Regions from separate parts of the Sus scrofa genome. Here all the other regions are linked to region 1. Evidence: chromatin contacts called from public Hi-C and promoter capture Hi-C data. All regions are on one chromosome and are shown on one strand. Each heading gives the region's core, a stretch centred on a gene start, on an enhancer-like site or on the middle of the called end of the contact. The rest is flanking DNA. Distances are from core to core; before and after follow the strand shown.

Evidence for each region. Promoter capture Hi-C pulls out the DNA fragments that hold promoters and counts their contacts. Hi-C and Micro-C count contacts between places; a contact is called where the count stands out from the background.
Region 2: a Hi-C map of skeletal muscle shows a contact between it and region 1, with 6 times the contacts expected there. The contact joins the promoter of PDGFRL here to the promoter of PCM1 in region 1. A contact is called at or near these places in 1 of 5 promoter capture datasets (liver), 19 of 47 Hi-C or Micro-C datasets (alveolar macrophages, brain, embryonic fibroblasts and 11 more) and 2 of 2 datasets of contacts at active chromatin or transcription factors (alveolar macrophages and skeletal muscle).
Region 3: a contact with region 1 is called in a promoter capture Hi-C map of liver, with 2.7 times the contacts expected there. The contact joins the promoter of SLC7A2 here to the promoter of PCM1 in region 1. A contact is called at or near these places in 1 of 5 promoter capture datasets (liver), 1 of 47 Hi-C or Micro-C datasets (heart right ventricle) and 1 of 2 datasets of contacts at active chromatin or transcription factors (skeletal muscle).

What each region holds. Positions count from the first base shown.
Region 1 is chr17:5,595,563-5,598,262 of Sscrofa11.1, reverse strand. PCM1 (pericentriolar material 1 protein) reads right to left here and starts at 1,264. Exons shown (of 41, transcript XM_021077917.1): 1 at 927-1,264. It overlaps FGL1 (fibrinogen-like protein 1), which reads left to right and starts at 1,829. Exons shown (of 8, transcript XM_021077952.1): 1 at 1,829-1,900.
Region 2 is chr17:5,277,539-5,280,262 of Sscrofa11.1, reverse strand. It overlaps PDGFRL (platelet-derived growth factor receptor-like protein), which reads right to left and starts at 1,391. Exons shown (of 6, transcript XM_021077996.1): 1 at 1,141-1,391. The coding sequence starts at 1,195.
Region 3 is chr17:5,190,652-5,193,351 of Sscrofa11.1, reverse strand. SLC7A2 (solute carrier family 7 member 2) reads right to left here and starts at 1,255. Exons shown (of 12, transcript NM_001110420.1): 1 at 1,189-1,255.

The DNA.
Region 1 (2,700 bases), core at 15-2,514:
AAGCCCGCTTCTTCTGACGCCAAAACACGATCCGTCACCCACAGAACCCAAGACACAGACAGACCTCGAATCGGTCCAAAAAAAAAAAAAAAAAAATCCAGACATGGCGATCGTGACGAAATTGAGGCGCGGGCGGCGGGATTAAAAATTCGGCCGGTCCACCTCCCAAGCAGGACTTTCCACCTAATTCCCAAACGTCAGTTTCTGCAAAGCTAGCAACGTTCCCCAAATCCCACTTGGCATTTAGTTTTCCCCTCTCTGGGCCGATCCGAACTGACCTGCAGTCAGGGATGGCGGGGGGAGGGAAGAGCTAGGAAATTTAACATTCCCGTCGCCAGCATAAAACCCCTCTTGGCCAAACTCAGGAACGCCTCCCCCGGCCCTTCCGCTCCAAGAACACCCGAGACAGCAAAAACGCCGCTGCTCACAGCCCAACCCCCAAATCGCGTCGCTCCTCATCCGCCCTTCGCCACCCCAAATTCTGGACATCCAGAGCCCCACAGAATGGAATCTAGGGGGAAGAGGGGAGAGCAGAAGCGCAGTGATGAAGGCCCCTGGCTATGAAAAACTAGACTCCCCGCCCCTGGCAATCAAACCGCAGCCCCCTACTCCGTTTCCTCCCCTCGCAACGGACATTCCTGGAACTCCCGAGGCGCAGGGCGGCCTCCTCCGCGGGCAAGAAAGAGAGAGGGGCGGGGAGGCTAGAAGGGAGTTCCGAAAACGCCACTGCGTCTCCAGAAGCGTACCCCGAGATTGCGTCGGTCCGTCCGGAGTAGGGGCGGGCTGCCTGCCCAGCAGACTGGAAGCAAGAGGACCCAGGAGCCCAGACCCAGGCCCTCCAGGGTCAAGCGTGTCAGGGCCGTCGCTCTCCCGCCCAGAGCCGCGCTACCCTCGGTTGCCAAGGGCTGAGGACGCGCAGGCATTACCTGTAAACGAAGCACAAGCTCCTGCCAAGAGCGGAGGAGCGGTCGCTCCCACGCCCCGCCACCGGCAGCGGTCTTCCCTTCGAGTCCGAGCCAGGGAGAGTCCCCAAGTTCCCTGGCTGCTCAGGGCCCAATGGCCGCCTCTTCTACTTCAGCTACTCGGCGCCAACCGCCGCAGCCACCGCCATCTTAGGATCTCATTGTGGTGGGAGAAGAGGGGCGGGGGGACTGCAGAGGGGCAACGGGAGGGGAGACATGCGCCGTCTCCGCGGCAACGGCCGCGCGGGGGCGAAACTCGCCCGGGCGGGAGCTACAGTGTGATCCACGCTCTAGACTGGAGTCATGTGATCCGCTGGAGTCTATGGTGTCACCTCTGGCAGCGGTGCCTATTGCACAAACGAGCCACTGGAGACTACATATCCCAGAATGCCAGGTCAACCTGAGGTTATACGCGCCCGCTCAGCCGCCCGAAAGAAATGACTACAAGTCCCAACATGCTGTGCGCTTCGGGCGCCGATCGCCCTGCCAGGGGCTGGAGGCCCTGACGGAAGTGGGTTGACTTCCGCCTCAGGCAGCTGGGAAATGCGCGGAGGCGCGTAGTGGTTTCCGTGGGGCTTCCAGCTCCGGGTTGTGCTTGCTGGAAAGGAAAGACTAAAGACTAAAGCTGGGCATCGCTCTCCTGTTCCCTGTCCACCAAGAGCTTCCTCACAGGAAGGTTGAAAACAAAAGCGCCCGTGCAATCTGGTCCTAAGTTTACACGTGAGGAAAATCCCATGAGTTAATTGGAGGAACATCATACAGCTGGTCAAGGATAGAGTCACACATGTTAATAATTAACACCGCCTTGGATTAATGCCCTACTTTTTCCTTTGAAGAACCAGCTGACCTTCATCAAAATTTAGTATCCAGAAGTTTTCTCTAAGACTATGGTCTTTGAATTCTTTTTTTATTCTTCTCTCAGCAGCGACACTTTTAAGGTTAGTTTATTTACACATTCTCCCTTAAAATGCTAGGGAATGCAAATTTGTTCGCGGGAAGCATAGTGAAGTCAAACAGAGAAATCATTTTGGAGCAGAGAAAAGTTAATTTTAGGGCCATGCAAAGAGAAGGGTGGCTCGTGCTGCTAAAACATGGAACTCTGTAAAGAGTTTTGGCAAAGCATTTTTAAAAGCCAGGTAAGGGAAGGGAGTTGCAGGGTGTGTGTTCAGCTCCTGCACAGCTCTCTGGTTGAAGGTGAAGTAACAGCGTGGTGTCTTCCGGGTTGACATCAATCCTTAGGCTCCAGGAGGCTAGAGGGCCATGGGCTCATTGTCATCAAGTAGTTAACATCGTGCGTTTTGTGGGAGGTTTTCACATCTGTAAAACAACTCTGAAAATGTGCATCAGATACTGTTATCTAGGTACTTCAGAGAGGAGCTAAAGCAGAGGATATGGGGGGAAAGACGTGCCCCCAAGGCCCCACAGGGTCCTACTTCATTACAAACCCCAAAAATATGGTCAAGTGACAACGCCTGTGTGGCTATCTGAAAATTTTGAAATGCTAGTCAATTTTTCTTGCATGCAAGGACATTGTTTTTTTAAGACCGTTTGTAATTGTGGGATAATTTTGTTTTACGCAAAATAAGAATAGGAAGAATGAAGAATGGCATCTGGGTTCCAACAGCAAATTGTTCTGTTACCAATAGAAATTTTTTCACAAAAGCAGTTAATAGAACTGCATCTCAGTACATAATTCAGATAAAACCCTTCCTGCTGCTGTAATTTGCAGCTGAATCCA
Region 2 (2,724 bases), core at 142-2,641, 320 kb after region 1:
GCTACACTTTACTCAGCAAGGCTCTAGGCTTAAGGAACTTCACATTCAACTTCAAGCCCAACAACTATTATAGACTTTGCAAACCAGAATGTGGTGTTTTTCTGGCAAACGCTTCTAGTTTCACGGGAAAGGAGGGAACTGGTCAGGACTGAGTAGTGGATAAAATGTGAGCCAGGTTGAACTGGATCCAGCATGAGGTTGCATAACAGTAAAAGCTGCTTTTCAACCAAAACTAAACAAAAATAGTGACTATAGAGTAGACTTCCAAGAGAGATTTCAGGATATACCAGATGCAAATATACTGTACAATTAACACCAATCGAAAAATAATAGAGCCAACCAAACAATCACCAACACACAGAAATAATAGACAGAAATATAACAACAGACACCCCCCCACACACACACACACACAAACAAATCCTGACCCTATGGCTTTGAATCTACACAACAGGGTGGGTCCAGGACAGGCACACATTCAAAAAGTGCAGTGGCACAAGGGCCCCCATATGCTGTACAAAAATCGATTTTCTTCCTCTTTTCCTTCCAATCAGATAAGAAGAGTAAGAGCTGTGGGGTTTTGAGTTGTTTTGAAAAGGCTTAATATCCAGAAATATCTGCCTAAGATTCAGGCACATCTTTCAGGATTCAAGCCCAAGTTGGTATAGGGAACAAATATAGGACTCAGATGGGGAAGGAAGACAAGTGGGGGAGGAATTTTGTAAAAGAATCAGCTTAGGGGGCACCCGCCCTCAGAAGCTGGGATCCCTAGCGAACCGAGGAGGTGAGCGGATCCGCTGCACCGCGCCTCCTCCCAGACCGACACGTTGACACTAGGGGCTGGACCAGGCGCTGCCTGGGTATGTTTGGTTTGCTGGCTGCCTAGGGCTTTCCAGCGGCGCAGGAGCGGTTCTGGTGGGAATCCTAGGGGTCGGGACAGCTGTCACCGTTTCTGGAGCTCCAAGTGAGTGGGGTGGAGGGAGTAAGGAGACCCTACTAGGAGCGGGCAAGTGCACGGGACAGGAGTGGCTCCAGGGCCGGCCGGAAAGGTCTAAAGTTAGAGAAGAGATGGAGGATCACGAGGGATCGGGGATAAGGTCCGGGCACAAGCCGGCTAGCCGCCTACCTAGAGTCACTCACCATCCTCCAGCGCTTCGTGCACAAGCAGGAGACCCAGCAGCAGCCAAACCTTCATTTTCAGGGCAAGCGGTGGGGGTCGAGGTTCTGCGGAAAGCTGGTCCGAGGCGCTCGGACAGCGCAGGGCGAGGGCAGGGGCGCCGGGGGAGGCAGCGGGAGAGGGGCGGGCGCCTGGGACGCCACAGCCGGAGGATTCGGTTTCATGAGGAAGAGAACACAGATTTGGGGGGAAAGTTTGGGGATTTTTTTTTTTTTTTTTTTTTTTTTTTTTTTTTTTAATTCTGTGTAATGTAACCTCTCCTGCCCCCTGGCGGAACCGTGAAGCGCGGCGCTTTTTCCTGGCGCCGAGAGCGAGCGAGGGACGAGGGTGAAATGTTAATTACAAAAGTCAATGAGTTTCCCCAACGCTCGGCATTTTATCAAGTTTACCAACTGCACGAAGGCCCATCGAAATCCTGCTGGTACTGACGGGGTCGCACTTAACCAGAATTGTCCAAATGTCACCAGTGCTCCTCACCAGCCTTAATGCTCTGTAAAAAGTGCCCCTTTTTCTTCCTTCTCAGCAGGTCTTTTCCTAACAAGACCATTGCCTCGGTTGTCCTGGCTCTGCCGGACACGGGCATATCCCTTGCAGCTGAGACCTTAGAGTCCTGGGGTTCTCCAGTGGCAAAGGTACTCTGCCTTGGGGGGACCCATCACAGTCTGGCTCCCTCCCCAGGGTCTGGTGGAGGTTTTAGAGAAACTTCTTTTATTCAGCAATCCCAGTGCCTACACAAGACTCAAGAGTCCAGGAGGGACTGTGCCAGAAAAGAGTCAAGTGACAGCATCATGGCCTCCTTCCTGACTCCTTGAAGTCCACTCCTTGGCTCTTACTCTGTCTACACCATCTTCCCCTCAACCCTGCACAGCCCCAGGTGCTGCCGGGTCTTGGTGCTGACTGTGCTTCACGTCCAGCCCTCTTTGCCACCATGGTCGCTCCACTCAGGCTCCTATCTTCTGTCACCAGGAAGTGGCCACCGCCTCTTAGTTGGTCTCCCTGCCCTCTCTTTCTCACTCCTCAATCCACACTTTCCCCAACAGTTGGAGCTATCCTCAAATACAACTCTAAAAATATATCTATCCCAACTAAAACCCTTCAGAAATTCTCCAGAGTTCTCAGGATGCAGGTCCTCTGCAGCTGCTCCCCATCCTGTCCTGCCCTCCACACAAACATTACCCTCCATCACCCCCAACCCCCCACCGCCCCCAGGGGGTTCACCACTCCTGCTGCCCGCCCCCCAAGTCCCCTTCCTCCTTTTACCAGTGGCCTGTCCTCTCCCCATCCCCCAGTCCCTGGCCTAAACCTAACTCCTCCTTCGAGGCTTAGCTCAAGCCTCACCTCCTCCTCGCTCAGCCTAAGCGCTTCTCTAGAATAAACACCTCATGGTAGCAGCTACAACAAAAATAGTTTGTTGTGCTTCTTTCTCCTGCACCATCCCAAGTTCAAGGGCAGGAAATATGTCCTATTAAGTTTTGTATTCCACAAGTTTCTAAAAAGTAATAATTATTTTATGTTCCAAGCAGAGCATAGAACCCTTCCCATGCATT
Region 3 (2,700 bases), core at 6-2,505, 400 kb after region 1:
ACGTGTATAATTAGCATATTCTTACCCTGTACATCCTCTTTAAAAGACTACAAGCACAAATGTTGGCAATTTCCTGAGGAGATAATTATTATCAATTCTGAGGAGGAGAAGTGAGAGAAGATTTTAAGACTGGTTGGGACAAGGATGAAAAAGTTTCAAGTCAGAGGCCACATTCAAGTCAATTTTATATCCCAGGCTTCCCACCAGCATTCAGAGCTCTACCTGAATAAAATCTGACAATATGACCTCATTAAAAGGATGAGTATTTTTGTACAAACGACTAGATATATCTCATTGCCAGTCCTGAAGGAGGCACCTAAATGCTTTTTTAGGCAGTTCTTGCATAAATATTTCAAAGTGTGAATATTTGGAACATCTGAACATGCTTGCTCTTAAAATCTAAGTGGTTTCCATTTCGATGTATCTACTCTATAAAGAGGATTTCTTTTAATTATCTTTAAGATACAATCTGCAAATATTACTCCATGTACTGGATACACGCTCACAGGGAAGGTGCAAAGCTCTCTGGAGGAAAGGGTATTCTGGGGTTGGCGGGCTGAGTGATTCCCTAAATGTCAACAAAAGCATGTGAAGTTCAAGGCTGAAGACTGCATGAAACAGGCTTAACAGAATAGAGCCCATCTTAAAAGGGTTTAAAACTGCACCCATTTACTTTAAAATACCCCAAAGAGACACCACGACGGGCCATTTTACCTGTCCTGCCAGTCCCCGACAGATCTTGAACGTCAGAAGACTTCAGAGTTCCGAGCAGCGCGCTATATATTTAACCAAGGATCTCAACTGAGTGGCAGCTACTTCAGATACCCCTCAGTGCGCAGAGCTGGGGGGAGGCCCGGCGGCCCTCCGGCTCAGGGGTGCCCAAAGCCCCTCGGGACTTGAGTGGCCAAAGGGACCCACGGCTCGCCCTGTCAGGCCGCTTCCCCGCTCCCACGACCCCCGCGGCGGCCGCGGATCCCGACGCCCCAGGGGCTGGACGGGGCGAGGTGCAGTTCGGGGCGCAGCCCCGGGGACTCTCGGTCTCCGAGGGGCTGGAGCGCGGCTTCCCGGCAGCTGCGCGCAGCTGGACGCGGCCCTGGAGCCCGCGCCCCAGCCCTACCCCTTCGGCCCCGGCATCCAGGCCGCCCCTCGCTGCGGCCCCTCCACGCCGCCGGACACTTGGCAACTTACTGGGGCAGCGCGAGGGCCGCGCCGAGGGGGTGGTGGTGGGCGAACGGCTGGAGCTTGTCAGGGCCCGTGGCTCGGGAGGCTGTAGGAGCAGCCGCCGCCTTAGCTGGTCCGCGGGTAGAAGTCGCCGCCGCGCTGCAGAAGTCGGACTGGGCACGTGGGCGCAGCTGGTGTAGCCGCGCCGGGGGCGGGGCTGCCCGGGTGGAACCGCCCCCCTTCTCTCTCCCGCGCTCTCAGACCCCCCCACCCGAGCCCGCCTCCCGCCCCACCGCGCCGGCCAATCCTGGGGTAGGCGGCGTCCGGTCGCAACGCCGCTAGTTCAGTCTCCCTCCCCGAGCGGTGGCACACGTGGGCGTGCGCTTGCCTGGGGCTGGGCGGGTGGGCTCCGGAGAGCAGTGGGGGCAGGTCGGGCGGGAGGAGGGCACACCCAGCGGAGGGTGAATTCTTGCCTTCCATGGAGGACCCAAACTCAGGGCCATCTCCGAGGCTTCTAAGCAGAGTTCCTTCAGGTGGGATTTTGTCCCTGACTTGATTTAGGTTTTAGTCTGCGAGGAATTTGTAAATAAGAAAATAATAGTAAAATATAACAACGACCTCGTGATAAAAGAACCCAGATGGGAGTGCTTTGTCAAATAGTATTATTTCACCAATAAAACCTGTAAACCGTTTATTGCAATATTTAGTTGCTATTTGGAAAGTCCCAGTGAAGTGAACAGGTAGACCTGATGACTTAGAGGCGAGCTATAAGAAAGCGACATTTGCTATTTCCAAGAGTTACACAACCAAGTTTTCTCATACTGCGCTATTGTTTACTTTAGGAGTCTCTGATAAGATTAAAGACACAATATGAAACTCTGTTAATTTTAATCCAAAAGAGGCAAACCCTGGGAGTGAATGGAACAGTGTGTTTTATTATTTTGTTTGATAGAAAGATTTACCTTATTTTGTTTAAGATTGTGGTAAACACGTCTTTATTCGTCTATCAGTAAGGCCGTTCACTTTAGCAGAGTGCCAGTTTCGCATTGATACGTTACAGGTACACTTTTAATGTGATGCTCTAAATCATTTTTAACTTCTTTAAGACGTGTTCCCAAGAGAACGTGAATAAAGTTTTGTGGCTTTGCTCCAGAAAATGGTACCTGTATACAGTCTCTGTCGGAAGCTCATTTACTCATGAAGTCATTAGGAACCCCATAAAAGAACTGGAAATCTAATTAGCACCATGGCTCTGAGAGTATTATCTGTTCTAGTAAACGTTCTAAGTAATAGACACTCTTAATATAAAAATATTTTTACAGTATAAAATAGATTTCTCAGGCAAATAATTATAATGACATTGATGCGTATAGCTTCTGACACCAAATTCTGTCATTCTCACAAAGGTTAGGAGACATTATTGTAGACAGGGTTGAAGACTCAAGACTCAAGAGAATTCATCTGATTTCTAAAGGTGAGGAACACAATCAAAAATTTCTACCTGTTTGTTTTTTTTTTTTAATAGAGGTTGCTATTTTT